5 separate regions of the Mus musculus genome follow, and all the other regions are linked to region 2. Evidence: chromatin contacts called from public ChIA-PET, Hi-C and HiChIP or PLAC-seq data. All regions are on one chromosome and are shown on one strand. Each heading gives the region's core, a stretch centred on a gene start, on an enhancer-like site or on the middle of the called end of the contact. The rest is flanking DNA. Distances are from core to core; before and after follow the strand shown.

The links. A called contact is a pair of places that touch in the nucleus more often than the background predicts. ChIA-PET counts read pairs in DNA pulled down with a chosen protein or histone mark. HiChIP or PLAC-seq counts read pairs in DNA pulled down with a chosen protein or histone mark.
Region 1: an RNA polymerase II ChIA-PET map of memory CD8 T cells shows a contact between it and region 2, with 23 read pairs. The contact joins the enhancer-like site here to the promoter of Aopep in region 2. A contact is called at or near these places in 5 of 39 promoter capture datasets (the 3T3-L1 cell line, 3T3-L1-derived adipocytes, the C10 cell line and 2 more), 3 of 115 datasets of contacts at active chromatin or transcription factors (bone marrow-derived macrophages, memory CD8 T cells and pancreatic cancer cells) and 3 of 9 other capture datasets (adipose tissue, liver and pancreatic islet).
Region 3: a contact with region 2 is called in a Hi-C map of the C2C12 cell line, with 3 times the contacts expected there. The contact joins the enhancer-like site here to the promoter of Aopep in region 2. A contact is called at or near these places in 8 of 39 promoter capture datasets (the C10 cell line, cranial neural crest, hippocampal neurons and 4 more), 1 of 484 Hi-C or Micro-C datasets (the C2C12 cell line), 4 of 115 datasets of contacts at active chromatin or transcription factors (bone marrow-derived macrophages, cardiomyocytes, embryonic stem cells and 1 more) and 1 of 9 other capture datasets (pancreatic islet).
Region 4: a contact with region 2 is called in a Hi-C map of muscle stem cells, with 1.9 times the contacts expected there. The contact joins the enhancer-like site here to the promoter of Aopep in region 2. A contact is called at or near these places in 5 of 39 promoter capture datasets (the 3T3-L1 cell line, the C10 cell line, the HPC-7 cell line and 3 more), 3 of 484 Hi-C or Micro-C datasets (macrophages, muscle stem cells and nephron progenitors), 4 of 115 datasets of contacts at active chromatin or transcription factors (the 230-238 cell line, CD8 T cells, bone marrow-derived macrophages and 1 more) and 1 of 9 other capture datasets (adipose tissue).
Region 5: an H3K4me3 HiChIP or PLAC-seq map of bone marrow-derived macrophages shows a contact between it and region 2, with 3 times the contacts expected there. The contact joins the enhancer-like site here to the promoter of Aopep in region 2. A contact is called at or near these places in 6 of 39 promoter capture datasets (the C10 cell line, the HPC-7 cell line, cranial neural crest and 2 more), 2 of 115 datasets of contacts at active chromatin or transcription factors (bone marrow-derived macrophages and cardiomyocytes) and 2 of 9 other capture datasets (adipose tissue and liver).

The regions. Positions count from the first base shown.
Region 1 is chr13:63,140,202-63,142,901 of GRCm38.p6, forward strand. The region is part of intron 5 of Aopep (aminopeptidase O); the gene reads left to right. Among named protein-coding and RNA genes, the nearest start is that of Gm30409, 9.2 kb to the left of the region's middle. Within about 2 kb of position 1,255, at least 93 of the 459 cell types and tissues checked have an H3K27ac peak or open chromatin away from gene starts, as enhancers often do. A contact at or near this core is called in adipose tissue, bone marrow-derived macrophages, memory CD8 T cells and 1 more, where this site is marked.
Region 2 is chr13:62,963,547-62,966,246 of GRCm38.p6, forward strand. Aopep (aminopeptidase O) reads left to right here and starts at 1,347. Exons shown (of 16, transcript NM_001289926.1): 1 at 1,347-1,473.
Region 3 is chr13:63,204,628-63,207,327 of GRCm38.p6, forward strand. The region is part of intron 10 of Aopep (aminopeptidase O); the gene reads left to right. Among named protein-coding and RNA genes, the nearest start is that of Gm30409, 74 kb to the left of the region's middle. Within about 2 kb of position 1,319, at least 24 of the 459 cell types and tissues checked have an H3K27ac peak or open chromatin away from gene starts, as enhancers often do. A contact at or near this core is called in the C2C12 cell line, pancreatic islet and second pharyngeal arch cranial neural crest, where this site is marked.
Region 4 is chr13:63,112,877-63,115,576 of GRCm38.p6, forward strand. All of the region lies in intron 5 of Aopep (aminopeptidase O), which reads left to right. Among named protein-coding and RNA genes, the nearest start is that of Gm30409, 18 kb to the right of the region's middle. Within about 2 kb of position 1,350, at least 85 of the 459 cell types and tissues checked have an H3K27ac peak or open chromatin away from gene starts, as enhancers often do. A contact at or near this core is called in bone marrow-derived macrophages, macrophages and muscle stem cells, where this site is marked.
Region 5 is chr13:63,185,998-63,188,697 of GRCm38.p6, forward strand. The region is part of intron 7 of Aopep (aminopeptidase O); the gene reads left to right. Among named protein-coding and RNA genes, the nearest start is that of Gm30409, 55 kb to the left of the region's middle. Within about 2 kb of position 1,309, at least 153 of the 459 cell types and tissues checked have an H3K27ac peak or open chromatin away from gene starts, as enhancers often do. A contact at or near this core is called in the HPC-7 cell line and bone marrow-derived macrophages, where this site is marked.

The DNA.
Region 1 (2,700 bases), core at 5-2,504, 180 kb after region 2:
ATTTGGTCTAGTTTCTGGCTACTCCAGAATTTCATCCTGCTGGGTGCAGTTACCATGTTCCTCTCTAGGCCTCAGGCCATTAAGTGTGGAGTGCTCCCTTTATACTCCCTCACAGGGGAACTGAAGGATCAATGCTGAACACTGATTTGGAAGGAATTATCAATCTAAGAGAAAGAGGTGGGGAAAAGAAAAGGCACCATGCTCCTGGGCTCCGCAGTGGACACTGGGCTTTGATTCTTTCATTTAGCTCAGCTATAAAATCATCATATACAAAACAGTCCAGTGAATTTGAGGCCATGGAGAGTTCAGAGCTCTCTGGGAAGACAGAGGCTGACAGACGCAGGCAGGGGAAGCCAGACCTGTTGGAAGTCCCCAGCAAGCTAAGCTTGTTAGCCACACAGCATTTAAAAGTGTAGTTGCAATATGTATGTATGTTTGAGGCATTGAAAATACATTTATTTACACAAATATTTTACTCTTTGAGTGCTTTAAAATATCAGCGTTCAGCTGAGTGATTGCAAAGTTAGCCGCTACTAAATGGAGATGCGAATCTTGCTCTAACATTTTCCTTTCCCCGAGTAAAATATTTTTGCCGTCTTTCCTCATATGTTTTTAGGGATTAGTTTTCAATGCAGAGTAGGCGGTAAATTTGGAGAAATGATTTAAGCTGCCAAAATAAGCAACTTACTCCATGACATTATGGTCTAAAAACACACAGTCAGTCTGGTCTTGCCTGCTAACACGAATAACACTCACTCGGTGAGGCACGTGAGTGGAAATCATGCCCCACAGAGCTGTGACTCAGGTCTGTACTCAGGAAAACTGAGGTAATGGCTATTAATATTTTATTTCATACATTACAGTGTTTGCAAAAGTAAACATGCTGTAGTTAAGGTTACCAGTGCTGCTGCTCCAACGTTACCCAGTGTTTCTTCATACCAGGCTTTTTTTCCACAGATGTTTTAGCCTAAAGGTGACTTTTTCAGAGCCTTAGAGTAAATGAATGAAACACAAGAATAAGACAATCGGGTGACCTGTTATTGTTGTAGAACCACGAGAACATCATGGAAAATGGTGGCAGGTGTCATTCTCTTTCTATTTGTTGTTTTCCTTTCACATTAAACCAGTTATCAGAAATGAAAAATAAATAAAATGTGGTTGAAAAATCTTAGAGCAACCTTACCAGCAGAAAAAAATGTGCAGGTCTTACCAAGTCTTAGTAGACCTGCTTTGGTGACAGGAAGTGGCATCTTCTTGAGTATCTGTGGTATGGCTAAAGTGGTGTCAGACCCATCTTCTGCCTCACATCTCCATAAGCTTCTAGCTATGAAGGAGTCACCAGTTTCAGGAAAAGGTTGTTGGTTGGCTCTGATGTGACTAGGTCCTGTCACAGTGTCCTGCATGCTCAATGAACCTAATGGGTTGGTTTTCTGATGGATACTGTGTCACAGCACTAGGAGTCTTTCAGAACTGAGTGTTATTTTCAGTACAGTTATTCCTCTTGCTGTTAAATGTATGTCTGTCTCAGTGACTCTTACTTGTAGTTCCCTTAGAAATAAGTGACTCAGATGAGAGAGATGAGCACCATGCTTTGTAGACGCTGCTTGGGCCCTGGCTGCTGGTCCCCAACTCCTTAAACTAGTGACTTAGAATGAGCTTCCCCATGTCCCTTCTCATCATCTCTGTTTGGAAGCAGAGCATCCTGGCTAAGTGTGGTTAGTTTCAGAGATAGATGCTGAGCAGATAACTGAGCTGCTGTCATTTCAACTTCAAGGCATTATGGCAGGAAAACCATTGCTAAGAAGAAGGGTGAGTGTTGCGCGCGCTCAACTGGCCAGGAAGAACGACGCTACAACAGGATCCTTCTGCACACATTTATTCAGTCCTGTTTCTTCTTGTTTATATCTCCCTTGTTTATATCTCCCTTGTTTTTATATCTCCCTTGTTTTTATATCTCCCTTGTTTTTATATCTCCCTTGTTTTTATATCTCCCTTGTTTTTATATCTCCCTTGTTTTTATATCTCCCCCGAACCCTGGGCCTCTCACTCCTTTTATACTCTCTCTCATCCACGCACTGCAGGCCACGCCACCTCACCAGTCACGAGGCTTCAGCTAATCAGGGCAGCAGGGGCAAATCTCCACCAAATTGGATTCACCTGTATCCTGGTACACCTGCGCAGCACTCAAGATGTTTGTGTCTTATATGAGGAAGTCAGGTGCAAGTCATATGACTTAGCTGCAGTCCCTGGCGCCTTTGGGACTGCCGCCACACCCGCTCCCCACAATTCCCCCTTTTTTCTTTTTTGGCAGAGAGAATGTCTGTAGATAGCCCCCCGCAACCATGCCCCTTACCCGTCCTTGGGTGACAAACAGCATTGGTTTGATCCCTGTCTTAGGTTGGTGACATGCCCAGGGAGTCTTATCACTGACTACCTCTCTATCATGCCAAGCCACACCTGGGGAGATTGTGTTTTGCTTGTGGCAGGTGCATCAAAAGGCCAGGATGTTAATTAACCTATGGCCAGATCTTAATTGCTGCAAGCAAGCCTCATGGGTGAAGGTAGAGGTCTGATCCCCAGTGTGCAAGCATAGGGGCCCTACACAAAACCATCCCTTAGGCTCATCACCCAGAGAGGTCTTGGCCAGATCCTGTGTCGTTTTTCCTGGGGGAAGGGAACTAGGACACTGAACCTTCATGC
Region 2 (2,700 bases), core at 97-2,596:
GGGAAACTGTGTGTGTGTGTGTGTGTGTGTGTGTGTGTGGTCCTACAGTGTTGGGTAACAGGAAGGCAAAGAAGTCAGGATTGAAAGATGGAACAAACCTGGTTCTCACTATAGAGTTCAACAAATCTATTCTAGCACTCACTTTCAGTAACTTTTTTTTTTGTCTAGACTTTTATCTAATCCTTCCCACCTGTCACATCAATTTCCAAATTACCTTTTATATGTATCCATTTTTCTCCATCACATCTCACCAGTCCCTTCTTTCTGTGTGCTTCATGCCCAGCACACACAGCAGCCTGCTCTGCGTTTCAAAACTAGTTCCTGTCACTCACTCTTCCCTGGCGACAGAATCCACGCTCCTTGCTTACAGTGGCCCAGAAATGTGCTGCAGGATGGGGCCTTTGGGCCTTGTTGGTTTCACCCTGTGTTCTTCAAGGGCGCCACAAGCTGCATGTACTAGGTGCTTCTGATCCTTCTAGCTGCTTTGCTCGCAGGTCTTTATAGCCTTCCCCTCTCTTCCCAGTTAAATGAGTCTCCTCAGAGGGTATTAGACCTCCTGTAGTGAAGTGGCTCTGACTTCCTTCCATTTTTCAGAGACTTACTTCCATATGTGTACCTCTAAGAACATCCATACGAGAATTAGCTGATGTGGTGCAGCTTAACTCAGTGGTTAAGAGCATTGGCTGCTGTTGCAGAAGACCTGGGTTTGGTGTACAGCACTCACGGGGTAGCTTACAACTATCTCTGCAGCTCCAGTTCCAAGGGGGTCCATTTGTACATTCGTGTACCTAGACATACATACAATTACACACCACCCCACATACTAAATGAATTTTTAAAAAGGGAATATTCTGTTGAACTATTCAGAACTTGCTTTCTCAACCAAAGATTGTCTCTACAAAGGCAAGCACAACTGGCCCACTTTTGTAGCCGCAGATACTGTAACTGTCTGTATGGCGCATAGTATGATCTTATTTAAGGCACTGTGCTGGGATGAATATGTAAAGTCCAATCATATGCTTCAGAAATGTGGAATGAAGAATAAACAGCGCACTCAGGAAGCAGAGGCAGGCTGATCTCTGAGTTCGAGGCCAGCCTGGTCTACATAGTAGGTTCCAGACCACTCAGAACTACACAGAGAGACCTGTCTCAAAGGCAAAAACGACACATTTGTATTTCAGTGAGGCGTGCGTGTAGTTCACGCGTCTGGAGTCTTGATACCGTGGCCACTAGCAGCCCTGCGCCTGCGCAGTAGCGGCCGAGGAACTGGCCTACAGGGGGTGGGAGGGGGAAGCGGCCGACCCTGGCGCGTGTTGATGACGCAATTAGTGTTTGCCTGGTAGCCCGTGGTAACCCGGAGTCTGCGGAAGTGTAGCTGCAGCAGCACCGCAGCTGAGACAGGTAACCTGCAGCTCCGGTGTCAAGCAGCCGCTCCGGGTTATGCGGACCCACGACCTCTGGTGGGGTGAGCAGGTAGGATCCGATCCGTCTTGCCCTGTGGTGAGCCAGTGGGATCCTGTTCGCCTCTTGTGAAGCGAGGCGGTGGGATCCTGTCTGACTTGTCTGGGGCGAGCCCTTGGGATGCTGTCACATAAATTGTAGCCGCAGTATTAGCGCTCAGCACTTGCGGCGACCGCTACCTGCAAAGGTGGTGCTCATGGTAGACGGAAACCACACCGGCCAGCGGAGCGGTGCTTAGAGCTGTTTTCAAAGGTGACAACTGGGCTCGTGTTGATGCTGAATTCAATTCTGATCCCTCGTGCTTTTGTTTTGTTTCCACGTGCAACTAGCGCATTCATTTCAGAAGGGTGTGTTGTGCTCCGTGTGATTTGAGAAGGCTGCTAGTGATTTCCTAGTTGGTAAAGATTAGGTTGTCCCGTATTGGGAGCTACAGAGAATAATATTGTTTACTGTCGACTTGTCTTTTAGACTCCAGGGATTGTGCCCTGCACTTACATTTCATTGTCTCCTTAGTTCATGCAGTATTGCAAGTTATGAACTATTATGTTTGCCTTACAGAGAAAATAACTGAGGCTCAGCTCCATCAAATTGACTGGGTGAAAAATTCCCAGTAACCAAAAGCAAAGGGCAAGTTTAAATTCAAGGTTATGCATGGCTTCAAGGTCTCTCTCTCTCCTCTCCTCTTCCTCCCCTTTAAAAATAACCACCATCAGTGGTCAAATTCCAGGCTTTTTACATTAGTCATATGTGATTCCATACGTTTATTCACCCATCTGACCATATGAATTGTGTGTGTAACACACACATGCACGTGTGCAATACGTGTACGCATGTGGAGACAAGGGATAACATCAACTGTGGTTTCATAGATGCTGGCCACCGTTTTTTGTTTATGTGTTTTTGAGACAGGTTCTCTCACTGGCCTAGAGCTTGCCAGGTAGATTGGTTTAGCCAGCAACTCTTGAAAATGCCCGCCTCTATCTCCCCAGCACTGGAATCACAGACCTGAAACTTTCCACTCAGGTTCTGGGGACCGAACTTGCGTCCTCGTGCTTACACAGCAGGTGGTTTTCAGCCTGAGATGCCGCCGAAGCAGCAGCAGCAGCTGCTTCTTCTTCTTCTTCTTCTTCTTCTTCTTCTTCTTCTTCTTCTTCTTCTTCTTCTTGATTCATTTATTTATTTTATGTATATGTGTACACCAGTGCTCTCTTCAGACACACCAGAAGAGGACACCAGATC
Region 3 (2,700 bases), core at 69-2,568, 240 kb after region 2:
GTTGTCAAGTTGAATGAAGAAATCAGATGTGAGCCTGGCTTTTCTTTCTTGGCCCCTGAGCTGCATTCTGAAGTTCAGTGGATAGCAGCTGCTTGTCCCTGGAATCAGTATTGAGGGGAAGGAGATAGTACTCAGGAGGACATCTAGAAGGACCCATGTACCATCCTCCCCCTGCCAAAAACCTATGCTCCCCCAGAGAATAACTGGTCCAGCAACCTTGGTCCCCAGGTTCTGGTGTCAGCCACAGCTACTGATTAATCTTGCCCATCAATTACAGTATTTGTGTGTGCATGTTCATCTGTTTGTTTACCCCCCTCCTGCTCTTCCTCCCCCACAGAGCAGGGAGCACTCACTTGCCCTGCCTCATAAGCAGTCTTCATTATCTACCTGAGCACAAATGCTTTGTTTTGATCAAGAAAATGAGCAACATCATGGAGAGCTCTGAGACATAAAAAGCATAACTTATTAGCAATTTAAAAACCTGTATAGAAGTTAAGTTGTGCTCTCAGACAAGTTGGCATTTCCATTCCAAACTCTGATCCTTTTCTGTATCCAGTACCTAGATGTTCAAAGTTATTGAGGCCTGGCATTTGCTTCCTGTGAAACTGGTGGGAGTGTGTGCTGGGTTGTAGAGGGAAAATGTGAGGGCTAAAATCCCAGGAGGCTGAAGGCAGGAGCCAAGAATGATAGCAGCATGGTACTCAGTCACCAGCAAGCTGATGGGCCCATGAGAGACACAGGTGATAGTTGCTGCTTCATTCACCACAGCAGCTCAGAAGTCAACAGCAAGACGTCCAGGTGTGTGCAACCCGTCTTCCTGCAAGCCTGTGCTTATTTCTGCTCACGTCCACATCATGGAGAGATCACTTACGTGTTCCCTTTCTAAGCTCTGAACACAGCTTACTTTTCTAAGCGGTGTTGTGTCAGGGAGAAAAGCACGTTCTGGTTCCTTCTCTATTAACTAATTATGACCACATTTATAGCCCAGAGGGTCTCAAGATAGCCCATGGAAACTCCACGCTGCCATGTGAAGTGTGGCGCACACACACACACACACACACACACACACACACAGCCTGTGGGTAGCACTACCTGCTGCTCCCAGTACCAGGTCTCAGGCGTAGGGTGGGAAGAGTGAATGCCCTCGTACAGATCTGAAGGCCATGCACCATGGGTCTGTATCCAGTTAGCTGTCTGCTGTATAAAATCAGTTTCTGTAGTGATGAGACATGCAGATGGGTCATTTTCTGTGTGTCCTGGCTACATGGAAATTCCTCTGCTTGTCTGCTGGGATCGTTTGAGTGACCTCAGAGGGAAAACACGCACCACCAGCTTAGACACTGTGGTGACTGTGACAGGCAGCTGTTCACTTAATCACTGCTGTGTCATTTCTATAGTAATGATCAAAACAGCAAAACTATCATAGATGCTCACTTTGCTCTGAAAACACATGGTCCACTTTTTCCCGGGGTGGGGGGTGGAGCAAGAAGTATCATTGTATGGTGGCTCCCTTGCTTTTTAGGGAGCGAGTATTAATGCATGACTCTTCTTCTGATTGCCTAACGTTTTATTCCACGGTTCCCAGACAGGCTTAGTGCACTAACAGCAGAGCTTAGAAGTCCCTCCAGCAACTCTGGCTTTGGCCAGAATCCACCTAGGTTGTAGACTGAACACTTGCTCAGGTGGTCATCATCCACTTCACATAGCTACCATGAGGACCAAATGACTGTGCTTATAAGATGCTTTCAATCTTTCCAGAGAAAAGTGGCCTGAAAATTTAAACTGTCTTCAGTTAAGGCAGGAGAGTTTTTGCTCCTGACTAGCCTAGAGAGCTCTCCTGTTCTCACATCTCTGCCCCTAAAGGCTCTCTTCTTCTTTTAAAATGTAATTGGAGAGCTGACAAGCAGGGCAGCCACAGCAGGAAGCAGGCCACCTTTAGGGGTGAGAAGTGTTAGCAAGAAGGGACAGCTGTGTTGGGCACACATGCACACATGCACAGGCTCTGTGTCTATGGTGTGTTTATACCACTGCAGAAAGGGATTCGTGGTGAAGCCCAGGCTCCACATGGAAAGGAAAGCAGAGCTTTATAAATGTCAATCCCAGCTCTTCAGGTACTGTCTGTGCAGCCTTAGGTAAGTTTCCTCAGCCCTGAGGACTTTGTTCAATTCCATGTAGTGCACAACAACACTGGATCTGTGCTGTTCCTCTAAGGCTTAGGTGGATGTGTTCTGTACTGCTCTTATATAGTAAGTACATAGATGGCAGCTGCCACTTCTGTGCCTCCACTTGGCAGTGCTAGAGAGATCTTCATTTTCTTTCTGTTTTTGTGCCACCAGAGAGTCTGTGTGAAGAAACTGAATATGGCAGCAGTATCTGCTTCACTACTAGCCAGTGAACAAGTCATCAACATTGGCCAAAGATGGGCACAGTAGTGGTCACATGCCTTCTGGGGAATACTGTCTGGTAGAGATTAATAGAAGCCAGAGTCTACTGCCAGTCTTTCAGCCTTCCATACCCTTTCCCAGCATTCTATGTCCTTGGCATGGGTGGCACATACTCAGGGAACTGAGGTAGAAGGACCTTGAGTTTGAAATCATCCTGTGCTATATAGACACTATGTCTCTAAAGTAAGTGCATGTGCACACACATGCACACATACCAACAAATCAGCAGCTTGCCATGTGGCCTCCCTGCCTCTAG
Region 4 (2,700 bases), core at 100-2,599, 150 kb after region 2:
GGAAGATGGCTGATATTGCACATTTTACATTTACAGGTTAGGGCCGGTGCAAATCACCACGTAGTTGGAAAGTAAGAAACCATAAGTCCATAGACAGAAATCCTTCGGCATGGTAATCTCTACTTTCTTTGCCATGTAACTGGACCATAGCAGGAAACCACTGGCTATGAAGCAAGAAGCTGCCTGAACCAGGCAGCCCAGCTACACAAAGAACCATGTGGCTCAAGAGAGGATCTGGACACAGAATCCATTTTAAAGTTTCCAAAATGAATGTCAGGAAGCACAGTCACTGGAATGAGCTCACTGGCGTGTTTTATTTTGAGAAATGTGGGGCATGCCCATTATGAAATGGGAACCTGAAATGTGATCCATCCATCTTAACCAGCCCAGGGCTTTATTCAATTCTTCAAGCCTTAATCCTGTTAGCTCCACGCACAAAGGAAGCGCAGGGCTCCTCTCTGATGACTCTCCCCAGGCCTCCTGGCATCTGCAAACCACATTTTGAATTTTACAAATGAAGCTTATTATTTGATTATCAATGTGAGTAGCCGTGGTGAGGCCGCTTTCTAGATGAATATTCTAGACTGTGTACTTTGAGAAGAAGCCTTAGAAGATGATGGTTTCAGTAACTTCCTAGAATTGGAGGATTTTTTTTTTAAAGGAAACTTATTTGACTAAGTGAATTTTAGTGTGAAGCACATCAAATGAATGACTTTAAACCCTAATTTTTGGTTTTCAAATAAAAGCTATTTGTTGATTTAAAATGTAACCAGCACCATTTATAGCTTTTTTTTAATACTGTATTTTAAAAAGTATGTGCTTAAGGGGTTTTGAAGAGTTTAATGATTCATAATGAGATTATAAAATGAAAAGTTTTGGTTTTTTTTTTTTTTAAGTTACTTTCTCCAAGTAATTCAGAAGGCTAGTGTGAAATTCTTTAGACTTGCTCATGGCTGTAGATCCTTTGGCTGTAGATCTAACCCAGCAAACGTTGAGATCTGCTTCCGATGCTGCTGGGAGCTAATCCACTGAAGTGAACATGAGCTAATGACACATTAGGCCAAATTCTATTATCTGCTTTTCAGCCGGCTGCTGCAGTTTGATTAAATTTAGTTCTGAGGGCTCAGCTTTGAAACAGCCAAGGGCTCTTCATTGGACTTAACAAAAACTTTCCCCCAGATCTGAATTATTTTAAACCTCCTTTGCTTAGGGGACAGCAGCCATTTCTTTCTGTGCATCAGGAAGTGTTTACTTCCCTTCTGGTTAGAAGCTTTGGCTCTTCCAGGTACTGGGCTGACAGTACTGCAGCGTCTCCATGCCGCTGTGGCCTAGACCTTGTAGTCATTTGGTTTATGTAATAGTCTCACAGGGTGTTTGCTTTTAGAGGTCATATTGCCTAATATTTGCAAAGGAAAGGGCTCTTCCAATTTTCCTATTGTGCACTTTATGAATATTAAAAGTGGAGAAGTTTGCCTCCTACTCTGATAAATAGTTTTGTGCTTCTGTCTACTTTCTAATCTCAGAGAGATACCTGGCCCTTTAGTCAGAATTGCTGCATGCTCCCTCCCCAATACCTAGCCTTGGAGTTAAAGTAGAGCTATGCTCCCTGGAGAGCTCCCTCCCCACCCCTACAGGCTCTACTGTACTTCAGATCATCAAGGGCCGTTCTTTTGGGGTACAGACCTGGCTTCTCATGCATTGATACATTGACTTATCTGGAACTGGGTAATTTAAACCAGTTCCTTTTCATATTAAACATGTTAGGAAAATCAAAGCTATAACATCAGGCCAGCCAGAAGAATGAGTGGTTGGACAGTAATATGTTTATAATATAAATCCTTCCTATTTTCTCAACTCATGCTCCCCTAGCTGTCTTGCATTTTGGCAGGCAGAATACTTGGGAGGTTGGCCCTGTGGACACCAATTTATGAATTTGTTGATCATTTGTTAAGTAAAATTTCAAAGCTGCAAACAGACAAACTCACTGCTGTTTAAAACCAAAATCAGTACTTCAAGAGATCCATTGATGTAAAATATTCTGGGAGCTGGGGCTCATTTCCCCAGTGAAGCCACTTGGAGGCTCTGGGAGGCTTTACCTTCCATTTACTCAGACAGTCAGATATAGTGAACTCTACCAGAGTCAGAGGCATAGCAGACTGGAAGGCAGATCTCACCAGCTTCACTTCTGCCAAGGGATAGAATATAGTTTAGAACATTGCACTTTCACGCTCTACAGTGCTATGTCAGGTGTCTCTGACTTTTGAGTCCTTCAGGGGATATTTGGGGTATAGGGAGCTTTGAGAAGAGAGCTGGGATACTGATAGCCTCGGCAGCCTTCAGAGGGATCTGTGGTGCACTCCTGGGTGCTGATGCAGCCTGGAGACCTGTGAGCTTACTTGTCAGTTTCTGGTACTTGGAGAAAAGACTGTTTCAGAAAAGTGATGAGCATTGCCAAGAGTATGGGGGGATAGTCTGAGTTACACTTCCTGAAATGCTTGCCAGGAAATGTCCCTAAATATTTTGAGTTAACTACTTTTTTTTTTTTTAAGACAGTTATCAATGTGTAGCCAGTGCTGGCCTTAAACCCAAAAAGATTATCCTGCCTCTGTCTCTCAAGTGCATGTATTAATTGATTAACTTATTGGATTTCCTGTGACAACCTTAGTATACAGCCCCAGCTGGCCTTGAACGCCTGACCCT
Region 5 (2,700 bases), core at 59-2,558, 220 kb after region 2:
GCAAATGGTCCTGCTAGGAAACTCCTCCAAGTAAACTCGCTAGACTCGCAGTTAAATCTATTTGATAAGCTTAGAGTCTCCCACACAATATTAGTTCAAGTGTCCACAGCGTTTGCCCTGTTCACTTTATTGACGCTGCAAGTGCTAGCTGGCAGCAAGTCTTTGTTCCTTTTGGCCATTTTATACACAAAGGTGTTGCAAAAACCAAATAGTCCATCCTCACCTCTGAGTTCCGTGCATTCTTCCCAGAGTGCTGTGAGCTGTGGGTGAAGGGTGGGTGCAACTTCCTGCAGCTCTAAGCAGCACTGGGATTTCACTGCTCCTTTTTGTGAGATGATGATAATGAGGTATCAGAGAACAGCTTAAAGACAAAGGCTGCAAAGACTTAAGGCTTCATTTGTATGCAGTGGGGTGTGTGTGTGTGTGTGAGTATAGTGTGCACTGTGTTGGTATGTTAGCAAGCGTGAAAGCACTTGTCTACATGCATCCTCTGGAGTGTCTTCTCTGACCTCTCTGTACCTTATGCGCTGAGGCAGGATCTCCTCGTTCTGGCTGATCTATCCAGCATTCTCCCCATCTCCACTTTCCACCTGGCACTTCTGTTGGTACTAGGGTTCATCCATGCTTGTACTGAGCTGTCTTAGCAGCCACCATCTCTTGATTTTGCTGATGAGGGAACTCTGCTTCATGGGGCTGCACATGGCACACCCACCCAGTGTTCACAGCCAAGTGTTTAGCCAGCATGCACTTTGCCTGTTAGTCTTCAAGGTGCCTATGGATTTCAGATGGAACTTAGAGGCAGTTTCTACTTAAGAGTTTCACTTCCTCAGAGTTAGGGTGTAAATGAAGCTCTGCTCCTTGTTGGGGTGGCTACCTTTGACAAGTAGCATATAGTGGCAGTTGGCAGCTGGCATCCACAAGCACAAGAGGGATGCTGGCAGATAATCTGTGTGAGCTGGGCAGGTCAGACAGAACCAAACACCTAAGTGACTAAGCACCTCACAGAGGCCGTTCTCTTAATTTTACCCCTGATCATAGCTGAGAAGGACCAGCCCTTTCTTAAGGCTCCCCTTTCCAAATGGAATCCCTATGCGTCAGATACAACCATCACTCAGAAAGTATTCAGATAGCTTCTGTGAGTGTGCAGGAGAGGCAGGGTAGAGTCGAGGAAGGTCGTGTTCACCTCGGTTGTTGTATTTGGTGCCAGGTACAACAGAAACCAAGAGCATATGAGCCCAGACGACCTTGGTAACTTGATCACCCACATTCCATGCATGTCAGGAGAGGGGTAAACTGGAGCCTGCTAGCTGCAGCATGACTAACACTTTGCTTTTACACCGTGGTTTTAGTTATATGAACTTCATCATAGGCTGTGCAGTGAGGAAAGAAAGCTTCTAAGAAGGAAAGAGAGTCTCTGACTCACTCCTGAGGATTTTGCGGAGCTATGTAAGGGCCTTCCTCTCGAGGAAGCCCTGGAGTATATGATCTTTTCTACCCACCCCTGTTCTTCAGCTCCTAATAGGCATCCTCACAACTCCTTCCTCATCAGGTTCTTGTAAGGGAGGCGGGGTGCTGAAGAGGACTCATAGTTCACAGCACAGAGGCCCTGGTCTTCCCCAGGCCACGTTGCTGTTAGTGCTACCCCAGCTTTCCATCCGCCATGTGTGCACCTGGGTATGGATAATGGACTGTAAAGGAAAGTTGACCTCAACACATGGTGTATATGTTTCTTACACAGGAAGCAGGCAGAAGGCAGGCAGTCTGGGCTAACGTGGGGCTCAGTTTATGCCAGAGAGAAGGTTTACCGTGGGTTTATCCCCTCTGCTCTCTGGGTACACTGACTCACTACCTTATGGTTGCAGAGTGGCTGCTACAGCGTCCTCTGTCATCTAGAGGTTGAGGGTGAGTGGACAGAAGAAGTATAGTAGTAAGCAGTTGTCTGCAGTGAGAGAAGCAAAAGTTTCTCCAAGCCCAACCTCCACTTCCTCTACTGCCCCCCCCCCTTGTATTTGTTTCCAGTCCTTTGTGGCACAAAAGTTGTAAACTCCATTTTGCTACCCATGTGTCCACTGATCTGAGGGAAAAGTGGATACTGTTTTATTTGCATGTTTTCTTAACTTTTAAAAAGTTTCCTTTTTGGGATTTCATTTATCTGATTGGGTTCTCTTGAGAGAAAAATCTCACTTTGTAGCTCTGCCTAGCTGCATATTGTCTCTTCCTGCTCCAACCTCTAAGATACTGGGACTTTAGCCATTCATTAGAATGCTCAGCTTTTCCTTAACATTTTAAGTTAAAATAAAACATGTGCAGTAAAATGCACACATCGTTGCTAGATTGCTCCAGGGAGTCATACTACTCATTCACCCTCTGCAAGGAGTCTGCTCTTCCCATCTGTAGCTAGAGGCCAGTGTTGCTGGGTTCTGGGATTCCAGAAGTAGAAGTGGGAAGGTTCATCTATATGTGCACCTGGTGGGTGTGAGAGCTTCCTCTGTGTGACTGTGAGAGGCAGGCTAGACTTGGTTCCTGCCTTTTCTGTATCGTGTCTCTGCATAGAGCTGGCACCATGACATGTGGCGGTATCCCAGAGACAGAAGCTCGTGGTCTCTGCTGATGGAGTGTCTTTCCTCCTGAAAGCCTCCTCCTGAGTCTTGCAGAGCTTGCCTGTGCCCTGCTCGCTTTAGCCCTATGTCCACTTTAACA